Regions from separate parts of the Sus scrofa genome. Here region 2 is linked to region 1. The links are chromatin contacts, called in public HiChIP or PLAC-seq maps. All regions are on one chromosome and are shown on one strand. Each heading gives the region's core, a stretch centred on a gene start, on an enhancer-like site or on the middle of the called end of the contact. The rest is flanking DNA. Distances are from core to core; before and after follow the strand shown. Region 1 has its middle 110 kb from the start of FRMD4A. Region 2 overlaps FRMD4A (FERM domain-containing protein 4A).

What was found. HiChIP or PLAC-seq counts read pairs in DNA pulled down with a chosen protein or histone mark.
Region 2: a contact with region 1 is called in an H3K27ac HiChIP or PLAC-seq map of alveolar macrophages. The contact joins two enhancer-like sites. A contact is called at or near these places in 1 of 47 Hi-C or Micro-C datasets (embryonic fibroblasts) and 1 of 2 datasets of contacts at active chromatin or transcription factors (alveolar macrophages).

What each region holds. Positions count from the first base shown.
Region 1 is chr10:47,267,729-47,275,151 of Sscrofa11.1, reverse strand. No RefSeq gene overlaps it. Among named protein-coding and RNA genes, the nearest start is that of FRMD4A, 110 kb to the left of the region's middle. Within about 2 kb of position 2,706, at least 2 of the 83 cell types and tissues checked have an H3K27ac peak or open chromatin away from gene starts, as enhancers often do. A contact at or near this core is called in alveolar macrophages, where this site is marked.
Region 2 is chr10:47,897,603-47,905,025 of Sscrofa11.1, reverse strand. All of the region lies in intron 5 of FRMD4A (FERM domain-containing protein 4A), which reads right to left. Among named protein-coding and RNA genes, the nearest start is that of PRPF18, 220 kb to the left of the region's middle. Within about 2 kb of position 2,520, at least 9 of the 83 cell types and tissues checked have an H3K27ac peak or open chromatin away from gene starts, as enhancers often do. A contact at or near this core is called in alveolar macrophages, where this site is marked.

The sequences.
Region 1 (7,423 bases), core at 1,457-3,956:
AAAAAAGAAAGAAAGAAGGACAGGAAGGGAGGGAGGGAGGGAGGAAGTCAGAAAACTGCACAATAAAGTCTTGCAAGTTGTAACAAACAAGACCGAAGCTGAGTGACTGGCTGGAAGAGAGGATCTGGGGAGTCAGCTCAGCCTCTGCACTGACAAGGGGATACAGAACACCACTCCTGAAGCCCTGGCAGCCCAGAGACTCCTCTGACCTTGAAGGTGGCTGAAAGGGCAGGGGAGATGTAAGTTGGGGGCTCTCCTGGATAAGTCTGGACCCAAAAGGGTACAGTGTTTTATTGGTCCCAAATACACAGTCACTTTCTCCAAGGCCAATGGCTGAGTCAGGGGAGAGTCCAGGGTCCCAACCACTTAGAATGCTGCCTGGCACACAGCAGGCACTCAGTGACCATCTATTGCGAATAAACACACGAGCAAATGAATAGGTGTGGAAGGAGCAGCAGTGCCTGACCTACTCCCCAGTGTTGCACCTGAGCTCGACCCTCTCACAGCCAATCCTCCTGTTCAACGGAAGGAGGGCACATTAGCGCACCACAATCTCATGCCCTCTTGTGCTGTGCATGGAAGCAGGTGTCCTCTCATTTGAGGATGCTGAAAGTGCTTGTTTTCTCACACTACCCTCTGGCCAACTGCTTGCTGGGGATGCTGGAAGTGCTTGTTTTTTCACACTACCCTCTGGCCAACTGCTTGCTCCCAGGTCTTATGGTGGCTCCAGAGCCAGGGAAAGAATGGGGCAGGGGGATGTCTGGTGCTGCTGGTCCATGACCCCCACCAGGCTGCTGAGGATGAACAAGACTCACCCTCCACAGGGAGCTGGGACAGAGGAAGGGATGTGTGGCAGGACCTGGCTTTAAAGCCACTGTTCTGACAAAGAAGTCCAGTCTTGGCCTGGGTGGGAAAGGGGACAGAGGCAGAGAAAGCAGCACAAGAGAGGGAAAGGGGTATTGGGAGGGAGCAGAGGGAGGATGAAAGGGAGGGAGGGCATCTGTCTGGTTTTGATGCCACTGAAGACACCATCTGGGCAGTGGATCAAATGCTGAGATAGGAAAGGATTTTGACGTCTTTTAAGTCAGTTCCAGCCTCAGAAGCTGCCTCACTGGGGAAGTTCACCTCTCTTTTCTGCCTTAAATTCACCACCTGTGCTAGCTGCCTTCCTCCCTCAATTTATAGTATCCCACTTCCAACACACACACACACACCCACACACATATACACACACACGCAAACATATACACAAGACAGACATATAACACATAACCAACACACATGTATAAACACAGATGTATAGACACACATGCATACACAAAAACACATACAAACGTACACATACCCACACACATATGCAGACACATACACAGAGACACATGACGTGCACGCACACACACAAAATACACTCAAGACAGACACATAACACACAAATACATGTATGAACACAACACTGCATACACACAAACACACAGATGTACACATCTTCACACACATATGCAAACACATATACACAGACACATAGCACATGTATAAACACACAAACATTCACACACAGACACACGGAGATACACATACACATAACACATGTAGAAGCACACATGCGCATAAAACACATACACAAACACACATGCATAAACACACATGTACACATGTGTGCACCACATAACACAAATAAGCACACGTGCACATGCATGTGTCTCTGTGTGCACATGTATGTGCACATATGCAAATACATGAAGACACACATAGTGAGACACTTAATGCTCAAACAATACACTTCATTCCAGGAAAGGAAAAGAAAAGCAAGCCAAATGGCAGAGGAGTTTCTCTGTCTGATATCTGACCCCAGGAATAGAAATGGTCCCTTTGATCAGGCTGAGACCTCCCCAGAAGAGCTGTGTAGGAAATCTCCTTCAGCGAGAAACAACCTTTGCCACCCTCTAGGTAATGCCATCCTCCTGCCTGGCTCAACCATGGGAGTATCCCCCTCAGACCAGGAGGGTCCAGTCCACCCCGCACAGCAATCCTAGGTCACACACACCTCATGTGAGTTGTCAACTTAAATCCTCAAAACAACTCACCCTGGTCGATTCTGTCCTCTCTCTTTGACAAAAGAGAAAATGGGGTTCAGAGTCCTAAATGATTTCCCTGAGGTTCCCCCAGTCACAGGTGCCAGAGTTCAGATCCAAACCCTGTCAGCCAGCCTCCAGCTCTATCCCCTGGTCATCTCTGGGTGGGGCTGAAACAGAAAGGCAGGGTCTTGCTCAACCCTAGCTGGGTGGTTCGGATGGCTCACCACCACGTGCGTGACCATGAATGACCGAGAGGACTGACTGCAGGGTTACACCTCATTTTTGCAAGTGGGTGAACTTGCTGATAGAGAAGCCAGTAATAACGAGGACTGTCCTTGCAGGTAGGGTTGCCCTATCTGATGCCACTTGAAGGAAGAGCCCTGCTGTTAAAACTGTTGGAAAACCAGTGATATATTTTATCTCTTTGTCCTACATGAAGAGAGGACAAGTGGGATCCAGCTCCGTGAGCAAATTCAGTCATTGGTAGAGGCTTTCTGGAAGGTTCTATGGGCAGTGGGGAAGAGGGGCAGGGAAAGGAGATATGAATGCCCATGTTGACCTTCATGGTTCTAAAGGGAACAGAGGCCGGAGAAGCTGCCCAAGACCCCACAGTAGGTTAGTGGCTGAGCCAGGACATGTAGGCGGGCCTCTGGCCACCAGCCCAGCATGGTTCCTGCTCTTCTAAGCTACATTGTGTGCCATGAGGGGAAAGAAAAGTGAACTTAACATCTAGGTGCTGAGTTCCCCTGACCAGGCTCTGCCACAGCCTAGATGACTCTGGATGAGGGCTTGCTTTCTAGACCTGGGAGAGGCCATGGCCTCTGCCTGGACCAGGCTGGGAGGGACAAGAAAGTGACAAGGGAGAAGTAAAGAGGGTTTCTGGGCTGTGGAGCTCCAGGCGTCCCTGGAAGCCCTCCACCACCAAGTCTCTTGTGTCCAATGAGGGCTTAAGAGGTAACAGGGGCAGAATGAACCCTGGACCCACAGCCTTTAAGACAGGACTGCGTGGTGACGCAAGGAACATCTAGGACTCCTCCCTCTGGCCCTTCTCGTTTGCACTGAGATGCACTTTGGAAGCCTCCTGGGAAAGGAGAGGTGTGGACCACGCCTGAGAGGCAGCAAGGATCCCATCGTTCTTCTGAAGGGCACCTATCATGTGGTCACAGCCCCATTTAAGACTTAGGGAGAGTCATGGGAGAAGCTGAGAGGCAACGGCTAGGGAGGCAGGCATGGAGAGGAGGATCTGCGGGGGGTGGGGAAAGACAGGCACAAGGGCAGGGGTAGGGGGCAGCATCGGAGGGTGGGCTCCAGCCTGGCAAGAGACCAGGAGTGCCTGCTGTTGGGGTCGGGGAGCAGAGCTTTTCTGCAAGGGTTCCATCCTTCTCAGAAAACAGACTCTCTCCTTCTGGAAACACAGCTGCAGGAGAAAGAGAAGTGAAAGGATGTACCAGCAAACAACTGGGTGAGCTGGGACTGAGTGGGGGTCTGGGGAAATTAGTGAGTAGCTGACATCCGTGCTCTCTCAGCACAGAGTGGTCCAATGCATCCAAGAATCAAGAGCAGAGAACACACCAGCCATGGGCAGGCCTGGGCCTTGGAAAAGAAACCTGTTCCCTGCAGAAACATCCTCACTATTGGACTGAAGTTTCCAGCAGGCCTGCCCAGGGCAGGGAATCTGAGGGGCAGAGGGAGGGAGGGCTTCCCCACAGAGCTGTTCTCCCTCTGATCTCCAATTTCCTTCAACCTCAGGCAGGGATCAAACACATCTCCCTTCCAGAGACACTTCCTGGGCTGGTTCCCCATCCAAGGGTGACTGATATGGACTGAATGTTTGTAGCCCCTCAAATTCATATGTTGAAGCTTTAGCCCACAATAAGACAGTATCTGGAAATGGGGCCCTTGAGAGAAAATAGGTTCTAATGAGATCATGCGGGGGGGGCCCCCATGATGGGATAAGTGCCCTTATATGAAGAAGAGATGAGAAATTTTTCTCCTTTCCTCTCTCTCTCACAAAGAGGTCATGTGAGCTCACAGCAAGATGGTGACCCCTAGAAGCCAAGAAGCATGTCCTCCCCAAGAACCAAATCCACAGGCACATTGATCTTGGACACCCAGCCTCCAAAACCATGAGACAGGAATGCCTGTTGTCTAAGCCACCCAGGGTGTGGGACTTTGTCCTAGCTGCCCAAGCTGACTGAGACAGGGGCCTCTCTGCTCTCTGGAATCCCAGGACTCTCTCAACAAGGCACAGTCTGACAGAGCCACTCAAAAAAATACCCCCCAAGGTTTTAAATCCACAGGTGTTTCAGAAAACTGTCCTTTAAGCACTACACTTTCAGCCCTCGTGTTCAGACCCAACACCATGCAGAACGCACTGTGGCCACGTGACAAATGTTTGTTGAATGACTATAATAAAGGGAGACATTTAATGTCACCAGCTCTCGTAAGACGTAGTACTTGGGGGTATTTATGGTCATTCATTTCAAAACTGGATCCCTAATGAAAGTGGAAGAATCAAACAATAAGGTCACTGTCCATTTGATAACTGCCGTCATGACCCCAAATTGGACACCCTCTTAGGATTCTATATGTCCCAAGAAAATACAGGGCACCTCAGAAGAGAAAGGGAGCCAAGAGCCCTGCCTCACCTGGCCTGGAAGGCAAGGTATCTGAAGGACCCCTGCCATGAAAATTACATTTTAATCCTCATTGATAGTTAGTTCAGAGCCAATTATCTCTCTGTCCAGAAGCGTGAATGCACTCTTTGAAACCCTGCAGAGGAAAAGCATTCGTAATGTGCCCTTTCATTTCTAACAGAAGATAATTTGCACATGCTCTTTCCATGGGAGCATGTCATTTAAACTAGAATAAGCTTCATTTAAAAAAAAAAAAAGAAGGCAAATCAAAGAAAGAAAATTAATGAGACATTTAGGGGGGAAAAAAAGCCCACCAGAAAATGTCCCCATCCACGCCAGAATGACCCCATCCTTGGGAACCAGGCTCAGAATATCATTACTGTATCCCCTCACCTCTCACTATTTAGAATTGACAAGACTTAATAAAAAATCACTCATCAAACAATGGTAGGCAATCCCCATGGGCTGAGTTTCCAGCCACAGCTGTGAGTCTCAGATGGGAAACGCTTCTGTAAGACAACAGGAACCAGTAGGATTATTTATGGCACAGGTCTTTTTTTTTTTTTTTTTTTCAAATTAAAGTACAGTTGATTTACAATGTTGTGCCAATTTCTGCTGCACAACATAGTGATCCAGCCATATATAAACATACATATTTATGAATTCCTTTTCTCACACTATCTTCCATCATGGTCTAACCCAAGAGACTGGATAGAGGTCCCTATGCTGTACAGTAGGACCTCATTTAATGCGGGATTATTTCCTTGACGCGATGGTGATCCACTGCCTTTGGTGCCACATTTATTCAGTCTGCGTAGCCTGACAATGAAAGAGCACTGCCTCCAGAATACATTTCCTTCCTAATCCAAAATCCCAAATGTTAAAAGCAAAGTGCTGGCTTCATGCGTGTAGAGTTGGCCCAAAGTGAGAAATGAATCTGTGAAATCAAAATGCAGCTTTCACAAGCTCTAGGACTAAAGTAAAACCCCATCCTAACAGCACAGGGCCAAAGAAGGCACAGATCAGAATCAGTAAATGATTATCCGTGACGCAGTGGGCTTCATCCAATCAGATGAAGACCTCAAGAGCAAAGACTGAGGTTTCTGGAAAAGAACTTGGGATTCTTCCTCAGTCTCCAGTCTGCTGGCCTGTTCTGTGGATTTCAAATTTGCCAGCCACCCCCTAACACACACAACAATCACATGCCCTAATCCCTTAAAAAGACACTCTCTCTCATATCTGTGTGTGTGTATCAGAAAACATATATCAGAAAAAAATATATATATAATATACATGAGCTATATATACATATATAATATATATGATATATATATATATACACACACACATATATATATATATACACACACACTTAAGATACTCTATTTCTCTGGAGACCCTAATACACCCCGTCTGTCATGTTTCCTTGGTCCTTCCCAGGACTTATATTTTTCATAAATATGTAATTAGAGTTTTGACTAGCATGATGTGACTCTTCAAACTTAACCAGACCAGCCTTCCCCAGGCATCTAGCACACAGAGAGCACATAGGCATCCAGCCCTGTGTGCTCTCGGCTTCCCCTTTGTCATTTGAGCTGGTATATATTGTTAAAGAAAAGGAAACAGAATAAAAAATGCAATTGCTCTGCCTTTTCTTCTTTTCATTCACACTGACGGCCTGCTAGTGCATCAAGCACAGGTGAGATAAGGAGTCGCATGGCACCCACCCTAAAAGCCATGGGCAGTCCTGGTCGCTAGGGCCCTGACATTTGTAGACTTCATGAAACCGTGGCTGCGACCTCACCCGTGTGGTTTTCTGAGAAATGTGCTGAGCTGCCCCTGGGCATGAAAAGCTACAAGCAGACCTGAGTTCGCATCCTTCCTTGCCCGAAAACATGCTCATTTCCTGTCCATCTGAAGGCCAGGCTTGGCTGACGGGCATGGTAGAAAATGAAGCAGTGGTATTTTGAGGATCTGGAGCACATGAGAACTGAGATCAACCAGGGTGATGACAAGCTTTGAGAATGGGAGCTGTGGTTTTGGGTGCACACTTGCTGCTTTTTTCTATCATTAAGTTGGTATCTCATATTCTTTCCTAAATAAATTTGAGACCGGAAGAAGACCTAGACCTATGAGAAATTTCTCGACTACTTAAAGTAGACCTGACAAAGACTCAAGCATCAAAATAGTGCCATCAACACAAAATGAACCTATCTAGAAAACAGAAACAGACTCACAGACATAGAGAAAAGACTTGTGGTTGCCAAGGGGGGAGGGGGAAGGGAGAGGGATGGACAGGGAGTTTGGGGTTAGCAGATGCAAACTATTATATTTAGAATGGATAAGCAATGAGGTCCTGCTATTTACAGCACAGGAAACTATATCCAATCTTCTGGAATAGACCATGATGGAAAATAATAGTTTTTAAAAAGAATGTATGTAAGTGTGTGTGTATAAAAAACTGAGTCACTTTGCTATACAGAAGAAACTGGCACAACACTGTAAATCATCTATACTTTAATTAAAAATATAATTGAAAACATAAAAAGATAGTGCCTTCAAGAATGGTATTTTACTAGGCTTGATTTCTTTTTGGCCATGCTCATAGCATGAGGAAGTTCCTAGGCCAGGGATCAAACCCAAGCCACAGCAAGTCACCTGAGCCACTCCGGTGACAACACTGGGTCCTTAACCCACTGACCACAAGGGAAC
Region 2 (7,423 bases), core at 1,271-3,770, 630 kb before region 1:
TGGTCTTTTTTTTTTTTTTTTTTTTTTTAGGGCTGCACCCATGGCTTATGGAGGTTCCCAAGCTAGGGGTCAAATCAGAGCTGTAGCCACTGGCCACAGCCACGCCATATCTGAGCCACATCTGCAACCTAATCCATATCTCACAGCAATGCCGGATCCTTAACCCACTGAGCGAGGCCAGGGATTGAACCTGCGTCTTCATGGATACTAGATTCATTTTCACTGAGCCACAACAGGAACTCCAGTTTTTAAAATTTTTAAATTGTTTTGTCTTTTTAGAGCCATACCAGTGGCATATAGCAGTTCCCAGGCTAGGGGCGGAACGGGAGTTGCAGCTGCCAGTCAATGCCACAACCACAGCAGCGCAGGATCCGAGCTGCCTCCAAGACCTACACCACAGTTTGTAGCAACGCTAGATCCTTAACTCACTGAGTGAGGCCAGGTATCAAACCTGCATCCTCATGGATACTAGTCGGGTTCTTAGCCAGCTGAATCACAATAGGAGCTCCCTGGAGAAAGTATTTGATGTCACGGAGGTCCCCCAAGCGTCTATGGTGGTCTTGGATGAACAGTAAAGCTGTATACTGCTTTCACTCGCCTAGTAATGGAGACTTAAAATGCAGGAGCCAATTCTACATCTCAATGGAAAATACAGCTGTCTCTCCCTGTCTGTGAGCGGTTGTTCTAGAACCCTCCCACCCCCGAGGAGCCCCAAATGAACGCTCTGTCCCTGATATGAAATGACACAGTACAGGGAGTTTCCTGGTGGTGCAGCGGGGCAGGGATCCAGCACTGTTATTGCAGCAGCTCAGGTGGCTGCTGTGGCATGGGTTTGATCATTGGCCTGGGGAACTTTCACTTGCCTCGCACACGACCAAAAAATAAATAAATAAAATGACGGTACAGTCATATGTAACCGAGGTTTCCCATCTGATTCATGATATGGGGGAATAAATTGGCTGTGAGTTAAATCTGATGTAATTTAAAAACCTACACCTGTTGGAAACGGTTTTTGGCGAGGGGTAGTCAGAAGAGCAAAATCAGAAGGCAGGAAGGATGGAGTTCCCGTCGTGGCTCAGTGGTCAACGAATCCAACTAGGAACCATTAGGCAGTGGGTTCGATCCCTGGCCTTGCTCAGTGGATTAAGGATCCGGCGTTGCCGTGAGCTGTGGTGTAGGTTGCAGACGAAGCTTGGATCCCCTGTTGCTGTGGTATAGGCCGGCGGCTACAGCTCCGATTGGACCCCTGGCCTGGGAACCTCCATATGCCACAGAAGTGGCCCTAAAAATGGCAAAAAGACCAAAAAAAAAAAAAAAAAAAAAAAAAAAGAAAGAAAGAAGGCAAGAAGGAAGGCAGAAAGAAGGGGGGGGGAGAGAAAGGGAGGCCAAGGAGGTGGTGGGGCTGGACAAAGGCTCAGGACGGGGCTCTGGGCAGGTCATTGGAAAGCCAGTTCAGCTGGGGACATGCAGGTGTGGCTCTGGGCCAATGTCCAAGCTGTTGCTTCCACCCCCTAAATCATCCTGCAGCCCCAAGTCACTATTGATCCATTTATTTATTTATTTATTTATTTATAATAGTTATTTCCCCAATACAATTTTTTTTCTACTGTACAGCATGGTGACCCAGTTACACATACATGTACACATTCTATTTTCGCACATTATCATGCTCCATCATAAGTGGCTAGACATAGTTCCCAGTGCTACACAGCAGGGTCTCATTGCTAATCCATTCCCAAGGCAATCGTCTGCATCACTACTGATCCCTTTAGCCTTTTGCTCACGGTCGCCACATGTTTTCACTGACTCCGCTGATGGTCCCCACAGGAGACCTCTTCTCCTGGGCTCCGGTGACGTCCTCTGCTTATGGCAGGGCCTTGCGGCCCCAGGATTTCCTGTTCCCCTGAGATGTCTTCTTACTAGGCTGCGACTCCCTGAGGGCTGGGACCAAATCTCATTCATTGTGGTGTCCCCAGCCCTAATCCAGGCAGCAACTTGAACTTGTGACGTTTCTCTGAAGGAAAAGACTCTGCTTTTCAACGGTTTGCCTCTCACCACCACCACTGGTGAGAGTTTTTGTTGTTGCTGTTGTGGTTTTGGCCACATCTGCAGCATGGGGAAGTTCCCCTGCCAGGGATCGAACCCACACCACAGCAGTGACAATGCTGACTCCTTAACAGCTAGGCCACCAGGAAACTCCTATTTTAATTCTTGAGAATTAAGGAGCAAAGACATTCTGTCCCCCACCTCCTACTAAGCGTGTTAAGAAAAAAAAAATACATACTTCCCTGTCTAACTCTTTAATAATGGAAAACTGAAACGAGATGGCCAATTCTGCCTTCTGAGACAGTATTTGTTCTCCAGCTGCACAAGAGACAGGAAGGTGGAGGAAATAACAAGTGTATTCTGAGAGGGAGGAAAAAAAAATCACCTTCTTTTGACAGAAACTCCAGTTTCCTGCTGACCTTTATCACCAAGCGTCAGTCTGGGAAACCCTGTGAGTTCCAGGCCCGTCACATTGTTCTGAAACCCTGGATATTTAACTCATCCCGAACTTTCTCTTCTGTGCTGGGGAGCTGGGAAGTCAAAAGTGACCAGAAGGGGAAAAACAGACCTCAGACATCTCAATCCTAGCACACACGAGGGGAGAAAGATTTTCTGGGGAAGTGGGAAAGGTCAACAGGTGGAGTTCCAAGTCCAGACACCAGCTCTGTCCCTTTGGATCGTTTGCAGGGAGCCTTGTCAAAGGTCCCGCTTTTGGGCAGTAGGTGGCGATGTTGCACTGGCTTGACTATCAGTGAGGAGGGCTTCTCTCCACAGACCCGGTGCACAAAGAAATTCCCGGGGCTCTGGGTCGACCTAAGGAGATGAATGATGTCTCAGAGGTTCAGAGGCTCTGCGGGGACAGCTCCGAGCCTGGTTCTGTATTAACCGTGGGTTTTGGATGCTCTGACATCTGGGACCGTGCTGACTTTCAATGGACGGCCCCTCCTGGGCTTAATCAGTTCCTGGAGATGATAAAGGACTCACCTACGCGCATACCTTTTGCCCAGGGACCGGCCCATCCAGAGCCCACATGCCCGTCCTCGCCACCTCTGTGGGGATTTCAAACTCCAGGCCACCATCCACCTGCCTTAAGCATCCCTGGGCCAGGAACTGGATGACTTAGGGCGGCCCCCATGTCCCAAAGCCCACATAAACTATTCAAACCAGCCAGCCCTAGGCCTGTTTATCCTGCCTCACTCAGTCTTTCCTGAAAAAAGCACAATAAAACCTCTTGCCTGCAGTCCCTGACTCCCTCTGCCTCCTGGCAGAGGCTGTGCTTCTTTCACGTGGCCCTGCCTGGCATGGGGTATTCTCCCTCATGGAAACTGAGTAGCGATCTTTCTTCCCCCCCCCCCCCCCCGCCCACCGTCTTTTTTAAGGCCGCACCTGCTGCATACAGAAGTTCCCAGAATAGGGGTCGAATCAGAGCTATAGCTGCCGGCCTATGCCACAGCCACAGCGATGCCAGATCCTAGCCGCATCTGTGACCTACACCACAGCTCGTGGCAATTCCAGATCCTTAACCCACCAAGCGGTTAAGGTTGGGTTCGTTTCCACTGCACCACAATGGGAACTCCCCATCTCTCTTTTCTTTTTTTCTTTCTTTTTTTTTTTTTTTTGTCTTTTTTTGCTATTTCTTTGGGCCGCTCCCTCGGCATATGGAGGTCCTCGGCATATGCAGGTTCCCAGGCTAGGGGTCGAATCGGAGCTGTAGCCACCAGCCTACGCCAGAGCCACAGCAACGCAGGATCCGAGCCGCGTCTGCAACCTACACCACAGCTCACGGCAACGCCGGATCCTTAACCCACTGAGCAAGGGCAGGGACCGAACCCGCAACCTCATGGTTCCTAGTCAGATTCGTTAACCACTGCGCCACGACGGGAACTCCTCCATCTCTCTTTTCAATGGCAGTAATATCCCCATCTGTTGGTCTCAAGTACCTGAATAATAATAAAACCTACATTTCAAAACAGGTTTTTCTGGGTTTTCCAGGACAAGACATTTAGCAGGACTAACTCTTAGGGCTTCTTTTGGTATGAAAGGAAACGGTGCCCTGGACCAAGGGCAAACCCACCTGGCTACACAGAGTCCCTTAAGCAACAAGGCAAATTCCACACCCAACCTGGCCCAGAGGATAATCATCTGGGGATATTTTATCAGACAGTCTGGAGCAGGAATACGTAGGTGCTATGCAACTGCGTGTTTGAGCAGATTAAACACAGAGGCCCTGAGGCCGGGGGAGTCCCGCCCCCTCAAACGTGTAGAAGCCTTGGGTGGTGGCAGAGGGAACACCGTCCAGCCCAGGTGACATCAGCGAGGCTTCCTCCGCTGCCCCCCTCGCTCCTCCTCTTCCCTCTCGCATCCACCCCTTGGCACTTGGGAATCACTGACTATTTACAGCAAGTGTTAATTAAATGGCCCAGTGATTTCATCCTGTAATGAACACAAATGTCACATTTGGAAGGCTGGCTTCGGGTAGCAGAAAGAGGCGATCATAATGAGAAGGATAATGAATAGCACTGTGAGTTTCAGCGGCCAAACAGCTCTGAGAATTTCAGGAGTTGATGAAGATCCTAACTGGGACACCCAGCTGAGATCCAGCAAGTTCTGGTGGCGGGCACCTGAGTTTGGATCCATGCCGTCACCGTTACCACGAGTGACAGGAAACAGCAACAGCTGTCTGAATCCGCCAGGAAAGACACCAACCGTCAGGTCATGAACTCAGCTGTGAAATTCCCTCTCCCACATTAAAGCTTCCTGGCATCTCCTCTCTTTTTTCCCCCCCTGTAGCTCACCTTATTGTTTGTGAAACTCTAAGTTTTGAAGAGACACAGCTAATCCTTATTTATTTTCTTGCGAACAGTGCAAATGACCAGAGCTCCAAAGACACTTATCTGGAGAATCCACAATGAAAAGGACAGTCCAGCCATGGAGGAATCATTCCTTGGGGGCACGTGTGCGGCATATGGAGGTTCCCAGGCTAGGGGTCGAATGGGAGCTACAGCTGCAGGCCTACGCCAGAGCCACAGCAAGGCAGGATTTGAGCCGCATCTGCGACCTATACCACAGCTAAAGGCAACACTGGATCCTTAACCCACTGAGCGGGGCCAGGGATCGAACCCACATCCTCATGGATCCTAGTCAGGTTCATTACCTCTAAGCCACAACGGGAACTTCTTGACCTATTTCTAGCTTGCCTGGTGGACGCTATCAGAGGGTCACTGTTCTCAATTTCCAGAGCTCACCTCATGGCCCTAAACAATGGTCTCGTCCTTGAATGTGACCTTGGTGGTACACTGACCACTGGGCTGCTTGTAAAGGATGTGCGTCGGGGTCAGGGAGTGGGGAAAGATGAGGCTGGACAGGCATGCACAAATCAGGTCACCCAGGACATGCCAAGGGGACCCTTAGCATGATCCTGGGAAGCCAGGAAGATCACGAGTAAGGGATCCGATGAGAATTCTAGAAAAGTGCTCAGTGGCAACACACAGGAGAGAGTGGAAGTGGCCAAGACCAGAAGCAGAGATGAACAAGGAGCTTTCAAGACCAGGAGAGGCTTATGAAGGTCTTAATTACAGCCAGGGGCGTGTGCATGGAGGGTAAGGGATGGAGCTATTTGAGATGCAGAGAGGAGTTCCCTGGTGGTCTAGGGGACAATCCTTGGTCTGGGAACTGAGATTCCACATAAAACTACTGCATGCTGGGAGTTCCCGTCATGGCGCAGTGGTTAACGAATCCGACTAGGAACCATGAGGTTGCGGGTTCAGTCCCTGCCCTTGCTCAGTGGGTTAACGATCCAGCGTTGCCGTGAGCTGTGGTGTAGGTCGCGGACACCGCTCGGATCCCGCGTTGCTGTGGCTGTGGTGTAGGCCAGTGGCTACAGCTCCGATTCGACCCCTAGCCTGGGAACTTCCATATGCCGCGGCAGCGGCCCAAGAAATAGCAAAAAAGACAAAAAAATAAAAAATAAAAAAAACCTACTGCATGCTGTGTCAAAAAAAAAAAAAAAAAGAGAGAGAGAGAGAGATGCAAAAATAAGAAGAATTAGTGAGTAAGAGGAAAGAGAAGGGAGCAGGTGGGAGAGAGCAGATAATGTCAAGGCTGACTTTCAAGTTGCTGGCTTGGTGGGGACTGGATGGGTGGTGTGCCCATGGCAGAGATAAGGTGGTGTCAGGGCAAAAACAGCCCAAGTTTGGGGGCAGAAAGATAATGACCCTGTTTGATTCAGACAGGGGAGGGCAGAGAAGGGCCTGTGGAATTTGGGGTCTAGGGACCTCCAGTGACCACAGGCATGACAGGACCAGAGGATGGACCCTGGCAGAGCAGAGGGGTCAGTGGGGTGCGGGAAAGGTGGCAGCAAGCCCATCCTTCTGACCCTCTGCTGTGAACAGAGCAGGGGTGGTGGCTGCAGGAGGAAAAAGACAGGCAGGGTATTTTCTTCTGTGTGGGTGGGAGCCCTGTGGACACGGAGGGGAGGGGTGGATGGAGCAGCAGCAGCTTAAGATAGAGAAAAAGAAAGAGGGGGTGGGAGGGGCTGGAACTGGAGTACACGTGGTCCCACTAGCCTCAGATGCTGGGCTAAGGGTCACTCTTCCTCTGAGATGTGAGGGGGGTGTGTGTGAGAGAGAGAGGAAGAGAGAGACAGAGGGAGAGAAGGAGAGAAAGAGGGAGGGGGGAGTCTTGGAAGTCAGGGAAGAATGGGGTTCATCTGTTCTCTGCCTTACTCTTAGCTCCTCAGTTTCTGCAACATAGCGAGATTACGAATATTCATAAATCGATAACCTATCCATTGATAATGGTGAGTGCGTAGCATGGAGTTCGCAAGTGAGAGAGCTGTTGACACCTCACAGTTGAAATGAGAGTGGCTTCTGGCTCTTAAGGTCCAGGAGTGACGAAGCTCAGATTGACAAAAAGGGGCCAGTGGGACCTTGGAGGTTTCTATGTAGAAGAGGAGGGAGCGGAGCTCAGGGCAGAACGCCTCCCCTCTGAAGGTCACTGTTGTCAAGAGATGGCAAGGCTTTCTCAAGAGATGACGAGGCTTTCTCAATAAATAGCACATATCTCAGCTTCTGGAAACTCCCGCTTTCCCATTTAAAATGCCCCTTTCCTCTACCAAGGTGGTTTCCAATGGGGCCACCATGCTTTGTGACTACAGCTTTCTTGGCCCCTGCAGGGGGCGCTCTGTCCATGGTGCTGAGTTGAGTCGCTCCAGCACAGCAAGGTCAGGCCTTGAAAGGGCTGCTCTTCATTGCACCTCTCACCCAGGGCCAGGTGCACCTGCATTTGCACAGGCTGCATCTGCAGATGGGTTCCAGTGCTGCAGACCTGGCCGGCCAGCATGGAGCACAAGATGGACCAAGGTCGGCAACCTCCGCTC